3 separate regions of the Mus musculus genome follow, and all the other regions are linked to region 3. The links are chromatin contacts, called in public Hi-C and HiChIP or PLAC-seq maps. All regions are on one chromosome and are shown on one strand. Each heading gives the region's core, a stretch centred on a gene start, on an enhancer-like site or on the middle of the called end of the contact. The rest is flanking DNA. Distances are from core to core; before and after follow the strand shown. Region 1 holds the start of Chd4 (chromodomain helicase DNA binding protein 4). Region 2 holds the start of Lpar5 (lysophosphatidic acid receptor 5). Region 3 holds the start of Nop2 (NOP2 nucleolar protein).

Evidence for each region. A called contact is a pair of places that touch in the nucleus more often than the background predicts. HiChIP or PLAC-seq counts read pairs in DNA pulled down with a chosen protein or histone mark.
Region 1: a contact with region 3 is called in a Hi-C map of embryonic stem cells, with 1.8 times the contacts expected there. The contact joins the promoter of Chd4 here to the promoter of Nop2 in region 3. A contact is called at or near these places in 21 of 39 promoter capture datasets (the 3T3-L1 cell line, the C10 cell line, the HPC-7 cell line and 14 more), 1 of 15 datasets of contacts at CTCF or cohesin (CD8 T cells), 148 of 484 Hi-C or Micro-C datasets (the AML12 cell line, B cells, the C2C12 cell line and 77 more), 47 of 115 datasets of contacts at active chromatin or transcription factors (the 230-238 cell line, CD8 T cells, the HPC-7 cell line and 28 more) and 5 of 9 other capture datasets (adipose tissue, embryonic stem cells, liver and 2 more).
Region 2: an H3K27ac HiChIP or PLAC-seq map of embryonic stem cells shows a contact between it and region 3, with 11 read pairs. The contact joins the promoter of Lpar5 here to the promoter of Nop2 in region 3. A contact is called at or near these places in 1 of 39 promoter capture datasets (macrophages), 3 of 484 Hi-C or Micro-C datasets (bone marrow-derived macrophages, embryonic stem cells and rod photoreceptor), 11 of 115 datasets of contacts at active chromatin or transcription factors (the 230-238 cell line, CD8 T cells, the SCID.adh cell line and 4 more) and 3 of 9 other capture datasets (adipose tissue, liver and pancreatic islet).

The regions. Positions count from the first base shown.
Region 1 is chr6:125,094,360-125,097,276 of GRCm38.p6, forward strand. Chd4 (chromodomain helicase DNA binding protein 4) reads left to right here and starts at 1,622. Exons shown (of 39, transcript NM_001346610.1): 1 at 1,622-1,901; 2 at 2,728-2,906. The coding sequence starts at 2,807. It overlaps Mir7045 (microRNA 7045), which reads left to right and starts at 2,665; the gene lies at 2,665-2,727.
Region 2 is chr6:125,066,641-125,069,689 of GRCm38.p6, forward strand. Lpar5 (lysophosphatidic acid receptor 5) reads left to right here and starts at 1,280. Exons shown (of 2, transcript NM_001163269.2): 1 at 1,280-1,336.
Region 3 is chr6:125,130,107-125,133,159 of GRCm38.p6, forward strand. It overlaps Nop2 (NOP2 nucleolar protein), which reads left to right and starts at 1,777. Exons shown (of 16, transcript NM_138747.2): 1 at 1,777-1,897; 2 at 2,102-2,212. The coding sequence starts at 2,107. It overlaps Chd4 (chromodomain helicase DNA binding protein 4), which reads left to right. Exons shown (of 39, transcript NM_001346610.1): 39 at 1-485.

The DNA of each region.
Region 1 (2,917 bases), core at 372-2,871, 36 kb before region 3:
GAGACTTGTTTTTACTGTAGCCTAGGCTGACCTTGAATTCACTGAGTAGCAGAGAATGGCCTTGATCCCTTGATCATCTCGTGTGTTCTCTGAGTGCTGAGGTTATTGGCATGTGATAATGTTCCCAGCTGTGACTGTTTCTTGAAGGAAGGCACCTGTGTGTTGGTATCCTCGTTCTCGGTCGGTAAGTAGCTAGCTCTTTACCTTGTTAGTACTCTGTCAAGGGTATGTCGAATGAACTTTAGTGATGGTGAGTACAGAGCAAGGCATGGTAGAGGACTCTCAGTCCATGGTGGTGATAGGCTATCTGTCCACGGAGGCTGCCTGGACTTGAAGGTGGCAGTGTAGAGGACTTCTGGAATGTTGAGAAATAGTTTTGGGATGGGGGTTTGTAATTGTTATGGGATGTTCTGGGTGAGTTAAAGTTTTTCATCATGAAGTTTTATGCAAGTGTTTCATCTAGTCAGCATATTATTTGTTTGAGTTTACACAAACATTCAAAGCTGGAGGGAGGTAAGTATCTAGAACATACCTGGATTTGGTGGGGTTTGTTGGGGCTCGAGGTTGGCTCTTGGTTCCTGAGTGTCTGCAAATGATGAGCTAGGAAGTCTGGGGGTCCTGAACTTTGAGAGCCCAGAATGCTCCTATTGCCCAGGAAGGGACTAAAGTGTGTGCTAGTGGGGACAGGGCAGTTAGCAGTTTGCCACACCCTCTCTGCTCTAGTTGGAAGAGCCTGACAACTTCTAGAGGTGGGGGAGGTTGTGACAATTAGGGGATGTCTGGCCAGACCTGTGTGCGGTGATGGAGTGTAGCAGAAGTATTATGGGATGTGGCACTGGGTTGTGTTGGGACAATTATGGTATCGTGGGCTTTTTGAAATTATGGGATGGGAGAGTAGATAGAGTAAATGATAGGACATTTTCCCAGTGTTAGTGGAGGAGATTTAGATGTCCATTTGTGGGGTGACAGCAGAGCTGCTGATCATTAGTGAGTATCTCTTTGCTAGGAGGAATGGTAATTTATGGACCATGGAGCTAGAAAGAGACTGGGAAGGCTGTGGGTGGTAAAGTGAGCATCTAGAATCTCAACCCTAGTGCAGGGACTGAGGGCAGCTCTGGGGGGGTTGGATATTATGGGATATCAGTATAGAAAGTGGGAGACTGATTATTACGGGATCCGTGTGGGAGGAGGCCCAGTGTCCGTTGTTGTAGTATGGGGTGGGTGAGTTTCTGACAATCATGGGATGTCAAACTGGGGGTGGTTATTATGGGATGTCGGTGGGGGATGGGTTGAATATTATGGGATATGAGGCTGAAGTGCTGGGAGGGGTGCTTATTATGGGATGGCCAAGGGGAGGGAGGGGTAATGAGTTATTATGGGATGTTAGCAGTAAGGCCAAGAGTGAAGAAGTTGGCAAAGAGTGGTTATTATGGGTTATCTAAGGGAGGGGGAGCAGGTTTTAGTTTGTAAAAGATCTGCACTATATGTCTGTAGCCCCGGGCACATATATGCATAGAGTGTGGGGGGCGGGGTGTGTGTATGTGGGGTGTCCGTGTGTATTATGGGATGGCCAGGAGGTGGGCGGTTGCCCAGGTGACGCGCGCGCGCGCTCGACGGGGGCGTGGCCAATGGTTGCCTGAGCGACGAGGGGGCGGGGGTTGCCCGGGAGACCTAAAGAGGAGGGTGGCGGTAGTGGAGGGGGGGGTTGGAGTTGGTTGAGGTTATTATGGGCTGTCCGTGGGGGGCGGGGCCTGTGCGGTGGGATTTCCCGGCCGGTGTTTCGGGCCCTTTAAGAGGCGACGCCGGAGCCGGAGCCATTTTCCCCCCTTCGGCCGCGGCGAGGAGGAGCTGGAGCGGGAGTGACACCGGCGAGACCCAGCGCGACCTGAGGCGGCTCTAGGGTGAGGAGCGCGCGAGGCAACGGGAGAGACATCTCTCTCAGCCCGACGTCGTCCCGGGGGTCATTCCTTCACCTGTCCCTTCTTCAGGCGTCCCGGGGCCCGCGGGCCGTCCCCTCTCCAGGGAGCCGACCCTTCTTCCCCGGAGGCGGCCGGGTTACCTCCAGACGGCGCCCTGCCCTGAGGGAGTCCTGCTCCCCGCCCCCCCCCCCTCCTGGGCTCGGCCTCCCACAATGCCGGGCGAGCGCCTGCCCGCCCGCCCCTCGCCCTTTGCTCGCTAGCCCCCCGGGACACGTGGCCCGGCCCCCTTCCCGGTGGGTGCTCGCTTTCCTCCGGCGTCCCGACTCTTCGGGACCCCGGAGCGCCCGAGCCTCCACGCCCCCTGGTCCCCGCCGTTCCGGAAGAGAACCTGAGTTGTCCCAGAGGACAGCCTTTGGAGAGCTGCCCTGTCTGGGGACTGGCCCCTCCCCGGGCGCAGAGGAGCGCCCCCCCACTCCCAAGTGACCTTGTGTCCCCGAGCACCGGCCGCCTCCCCTGACCCTCTCCGCGCCTCCCCACTCGAACCCCACTCCCCAGGCACTCCTGGCTCAGGCCAGGCTAGCTTCTTCCTTCCCCTCCATGCACCAGCCTGCCCTCGGGGGCGTCATTCCCTCTTCTTGGGGGCTCCTGCTGGGGAGCCGGCTCACGGGCTGTCCCCGAGGAGTGTGGAACTAAGTTCAGCCTGAGTGGTTCGGGTGCTTGGCTAGGGTGGTAGGGCAGGGGGGCGGAAAGAGCGGGTGGGGGAGGGGGACTGCGCGTCACTCACTGTTCTCCCCCCTCCCCCGCACAGTGACTCGGGCCAGTGCAGAGGGCCCCAGGCCGCAGGCAGGAGCAGCTGGGCCAATTCCCTGGCCGGGGAACGGAAGGGGATGGCGTCGGGCCTGGGCTCCCCGTCCCCCTGCTCAGCGGGCAGTGAGGAGGAGGATATGGACGCACTTCTGAACAACAGCCTGCCCCCACCCCATCCAGGTAACATCTTC
Region 2 (3,049 bases), core at 30-2,529, 64 kb before region 3:
GGGCTGGTGAGATGGCTCAGTGGGTAGGAGCACCTGACTGCTCTTCCGAAGGTCCAGAGTTCAAATCCCAGCAACCACATGGTGGCTTACAACCATCTGTAACAAGATCTGACGCCCTCTTCTGGAGTGTCTGAAGACAGCTACAGTGTACTTACATATAATAAATAAATAAATCTTTAAAAAAAAAAACAAAAACAAAAAACAAAGCAAAACCAGTAGACCCGGGTGTACGACTGGGTGCCAGAGCATTTGCTTAGCGTACACGAGATCTTTTTTTTTTTTTTTTTTTTGGTGTTTTTGAGACAGGGTTTCTCTGTGTAGCCCTGACTGTCCTGGAACTCACTTTGTAGACCAGGCTGGCCTCGAACTCAGAAATCCGCCTGCCTCTGCCTCCCGAGTGCTGGGATTAAAGGCGTGCGCCACCACGCCCGGCTCATACACGAGATCTTATATTCAGTCATCACAAAGGAAAAAAAACCACAGCTAGTATAACGCACCCTCCAGCCTTCAGGAGTGATCAACCCATGGCTTATCACTCAGCAGAATATTCACGTTGATTTTTATCCAGGGTTGGTCAAACTCATTTAACCACAATACCTTTGTCAGCTATCTCCAAAAGATCCGTCTTTGCTAACTAATATGCATTGAAGGGCTATGCTCAGCCTGAAGAGCAGACAGAGACCACCACAAGCCCCCTACCTCCAGGAGCTCCCAGCCTGAGGCAGACAGAGGGAGAGGAGGAAGCATCCAGTCAGGCAACTGCTCTGATGGAGGAACTGGGTGTGTGCTGGTAGGCAGGCAAGGAGGGAGAACCCTTGGCTGACCAACAGGCCCCAGGCAGGGGAAGCTACAACCACGAGCCACTTTTGCTAAACCACCTAGCTGACCCAAGAGAGGAAGAGAGACAGGCAGGGAGGAGACAGGTGAGAACATCATGATGTGTGTGTGTGTGTGTGTGTGTGTGTGTGTGTGTGTGTGTGTGTGTTAGTCATCAGGTATCAGTGGGTGGGTGTGCCGCAGAGAGAGTTCCCGGAAACTGCACATCTGGGAGCCATAGTTGCAGAGTTAGGTGACTGGGGTAAGGTTGGATTTTCACCGGCTTTTAGAGCTTGCTTCTCTGACCTGTTTGCGAAGGTGTCTGTGGTCAAAGCTCTTTGACTCTGTGGGGTTGGTTGGGTGAGTGCAGGAGCTGGGAGGGATGTTCTGAGATCTGTAAGGTGGGTGTGTCAGGCCCGCCCAGGAGCAGGTCCTACCAGGGAAGCTCAGCCCAACCCAGCCCAGAGTGTCAGCGGAAGCAGGCTTGGGGCAGCGGCAGAGGAAGAGCAACCGATCACAGGTATGGGGAGGTGACAAATGGGGCTGGACCACCAGAAGTGGGGGACATTGGTGAGGATGGAGAATGTAGGTGGGCCGTAGGCTCTGGGAAATCCTTTTAGATACAGTGAAAAGGCAAACGGGGCTGCCCCATGTGGACAGATCTGTCCATAGGAGCCTGAAGAGGCAGCCAACATGCCTGAGACACCTGATGGGCTGAAGCCTCACTGTGGGCCACCTTAGGGTCTTGCCCTAAAACTTTAGACTCCTGTTTTCATGCTGACCCTGAGGTCTGCTCCCCTCAAGCCCACTCATCCTGCAGGGCCAGGTCCTGTTCTGGAAGACACGGAGCTGCTCTGAGTAAAATTGGCTAAAGAGTTTACTGGTAAAGGCATCTTACTCGAGCTACCAAGGTATGTTTTATTTTGTTATTTGGTGCTGGAGATGGACTGCCCTATATGCTAATAAGCACTTGCCCTACCACTGAGTTCCCTCCCCTTTTTGAGATGTAGCCCAGGTTGGCCTCAAAATCTGTACATAGCCAAGGAGGACCTTGAACTCCTGAAGCCTCTCCCTGGAGCCCTGGGGTTACAGGCATCAAGTTTATGCAAGTGCTGGAGGTTAAACCTAGGTCGTGCTAGGCAAGCACTCTACCGGCCGAGCTCAATCCCCAGTTTCCCGACCCTTTTGGATGAGTGAGGTCTCATTATGCTTTCTAGCATGGTCTTCAACTCCTAACCTCCACGGACACCCCTGCCCTGTCAGCTTTCCTGCTAGTTGAAACTATACGTGTGAGCCACGATGAAACTATAGTGTGAGCTCAGATCTATTTCATCTATTTTGGGCTGTGCTAGAGATTAAACCCTTGTGAATGCTATTCTACCACTGAGCTACCCCAGCCCTTCCAGGTATATTTTAATGGGTCTTGAGGAAGCACTGCCCTACTCCAACCTGAAATGCTCATATGTAACAGAAAGGTGTCAGGCTGCATGGTCTCTCTGTCCCCATGGCTTTGACAGAATGGCTGATGAGCAACTAGGAGAGGAAATGAGCCATTGTGCATATTTGGGAATCCAGGGAAGGCTGTCTGGGACTTTTGCCATACCGGTGCAGGCCACTGCCTGCCTACTACCTATGGTTATGGGTGTTCAGTGACAAGAAAGGGACACATAGACTTCTGTTTCCAGAACTCTTCACTTATGGTAAACTGAAGTCATAGCCCTGGGGGGCTGGGAAGTGAGGAACTGTGACCCCCTCACTTCCCAAACAGCAAGAGACACTAACACTAGCTCAATCTGTGCTGTCTGATGCCGTTAGTTCTTCCTACCCTGCTGTTCTCAGTGCGTAGCCCACTGGCACAGAGACCTTTTTTTGTCCAGAAGCATAAACAACAACAACAACAACAATAATAATAATAATAATGATAATATAGCAGCCAAGGAGGAGACAGCAAAAAAGAGGGAACTGTTGAGAATATTTATGTAGCTGAGAGGCCAAGCATTTGATCTGCCTGGTGTGCACAAGGCTCTGGGTTCATCTCCGGCATAAAAAAATACAAGGGTGTGGACCTCTGAGTCCGGTGGTATGGTGGAAGTTCAGAGTAAGGTCACCCAGCCTAAAAGGCTCCAGGAGATTATTCGGAGTGGGCAGGACCTGTTAAGCCTGAAGCAAGGGTAAGACACACACAGGGCACAGCTCACAGCTCAGCACTCAGCTGGACCTATGGCAGTGACTG
Region 3 (3,053 bases), core at 527-3,026:
CCATCTTCTGAGTTGTAAAGGAACAGCCCTGCGCAGTGGGGCAGGGAGGGAGGGAGAAGCAATGGTGCCCTTCCTGCTGGAGAGACAAGCAGCAGTAGCGCAGCGCCCGCCCGCCATGTGCAGGAGCTGGCGGGCTGGCTGCCTTCTGGACCCTGGCTTCTCCCCACCGTGCGCCTGTTACAAACTGTTGTGGATTCTGCCAGGCTCGAAGAAAATGATCTGAATTTCTTCCTCTTTTTGGTTTTATTTTGTTGGTTTACTTTGTGTTTTCTCCTTTTTGGGGGGTATTCAGAGTGGGCCGGGCCCCTGGGCGAGACACAGCTACCTCTGTTGGCATCTTTTTAATACCAGGAACCCAGCGGCTCCAGCCACTGAGCAGCTAAATAAAGTTGGAAAAAAAAAAAAAAAGAAAAAGAACCAAAAGCATAAAAAACCACAGCAAATTTCTTGATGAGAACTGAAAATAAAAGTTTCCTTGTATTTTAGTGATCTGGTTCTGTGTGGGTGAGTGTGGGTTCCAGGTACCCCAGGAACTGGCTTATCCTGGAAGACTGCCTGTGCTCCTGACAGGGTGACATTCTGGCGAACAAGAGGCTTCTGGACCATTGTTTATAGGCTCTGATCTTTAGCAAACTGTTCGCAGAGCACTCCTGCAGGAAGTAGCCACTTGCCTGGTACAGTTGTGAAGACATTGGGCAAGTGTTCTACCATGGAATACATATGCGTGAATATGTAATTATAGAAGTATAAATTTTTTGAGGGTCTAAGTAACAACTGCCTGCCCCTGCCTCTCAAGTGGGGGAATTAAGGATGTGTTACCTTAAGTATAAATTTTTTGAGGGTCTAAGTAACTACTGCCTGCCCCTGCCTCTCAAGTGGGGGAATTAAGGATGTTACCGTACCCTAAAATTTTTTCCTTGGTTTATTGTTATCACTTTTTTTTTGTTTGAAGATTTATTTATTATTATATATGAGTACACTTCAGACACACCAGAAGAGTGCATCAGATCTCATTGCAGATGGTTGTGAGCCACCATGTGGTTGCTGGGATTTGAACTCGGGACCCTTAGAAGAGCAGTCAGTGCTCTTGACTGCTGAGCCATCTCTCCAGCCCCTTATTACTGGTTTTCTTTGAGACAGGGTTTCTTTGTGTAATCCTGGGTCCAGGAATTCCAGGCTGCCCTCAAGTTAAAGAGATTCACCTGCTTCTTGCAGAGGGCTGAGATTATAGAGAACTACCACTCTCTTATATAATTTGTACATAGCATCACTGTGCACGTGGAGGTCAAAGAGCAGCTTGTAGGAGTTTGTGCCCGATGCCACTAGATGGGTGGGTCCTGGACTCAAAGACTCAGTTCTGCAGGCTCGGAGACAAGCGCGTTTATCCGCTAAGCGGTCTCCCTGCTTGGAAGGAAGGCCGGCCGAGTGCGTGTTCCTATGTGAAAGGGTCCGGAGGGGAGGGTTACCTCTAAGGAAAGCGGCTCTAATACAAAACTTTGGGAACAGGAGGGCGAGGGGCGTGGGACCCCGCGATCTTGCGGGCTAAGGCAATTAGGGTGCCAGCGGGAGGGCCAAGTTGCGGTGCTAGGTGGAAGGAGCGTGCGGCCTCGGGAGTAGCGGGCGGAAGCCACCTTCCGAACCGAGGGCAGAGAAACGCTGACCGCAGCGCCGCGCGTTTCCCTCTCTGAACCGCGGGTGAGGGGCGTGTCCCTGGATCACGTGTGTTCCGGTGCCGCGGCCGGAAGAGGCGGGGCGTTGTGACGACCCTTTTTGCGCTTGCGCGATTCACTTTCGCGGTGTGCGACCTCTGAGTTCTTCCCCCCAGTGCACGTGGAGCGGGCCTTGACTGGAGGTGCCGGGTCAGCCGGAACCAGGTCTAGGCGAGCCGAGCCTTCAGGTGCGTCTGCAGGATCGCGGAGCAAGGTTCCGAGAGGGGCGTGGTGACGAGGTCCTGTGGGAGATCCTGGAGGGGGCCATCGGGGTCCTGAGTAGTGGTCCTGGGCCGGGCGGTACCCATCCCTGGTAATATCCTTAAGCCTACGGCCTGCGTTCCCATTTCAGCATCCACAACGTCGCTTTGCCTCGTTTGTCTTTGCTTTAGTTATCATGGGGCGCAAGTTGGATCCTACGAAGAAGGAGAAGCGTGGACCCGGCCGAAAGGCCCGAAAACAGAAGGGTGCGGAGACCGAATTGGTCAGATTTTTGCCTGCAGGTGAGGGTCGTAGCTCCCTGATCCCGGCCAGCCTTTGCCCCATTTTGTGCCATAACTTCTCGTTTGCGTGTTCGCCTTTACCTGCTGCATAGATGTGAGCTGTTAGGAGATAAATAGTTTGGGTTAGAGAAGGGTGGGAAGCTGCCACTGGGGCATGGTACTCGTGCGAGGAGCGGTGCGATCTTCCGTTTCCAGGAAGGGAGTTCTCATGAAGAATTTGGAAAGATGTTATTAAGCTTAGTTTTGGTAAGCAAGAGTTGGAAACGGAACAGACCGGTCACGAATTGTCCGGAAGAGATGGAATGAAAGCACGGATCTGAGCCCTCTGTGGTGAAGGATGATGGAAGATGCAGTTTGTTGAAATATTGGCAAGCCACAGGCCCATGAAGGAGATCCTCAACTGTATGGACACATGGTCTCACTTCATCGAATTTTAGAGTCCTGGGAGAGAGGCTTTGTTATTTGTTAGGTTAGAGGTGTCTTAACACACAGTAAGTGAAAAGGGACATTTCTTGTAGATTGTAAAACCAAAAATAGCAAAATTAAGTTCTAATTTAGTTGATAACTGAATAAGCTGAGAATAAGGGAAGGGCAGAAAAGGGGTTTGAGGTTACATTGTTATCAGAATGTCACTGTTTGAGTTTCCTTGCTGAACAGTCTGATGGCTGCTTCCTCTCCTCTACATCTTTTGGTCTTTTTTGGGGTGGGGTGGGGTGGGGGTGGGGGTTTCGAGACAGGATTTCTCTGTATAGCCCTGGCTGTCCTGGAACTCACTCTGTAGACCAGGCTGGCCTCAAACTCAGAAATCTGCCTGCCTCTGCCTCCCGAGTGCTGGGATTAA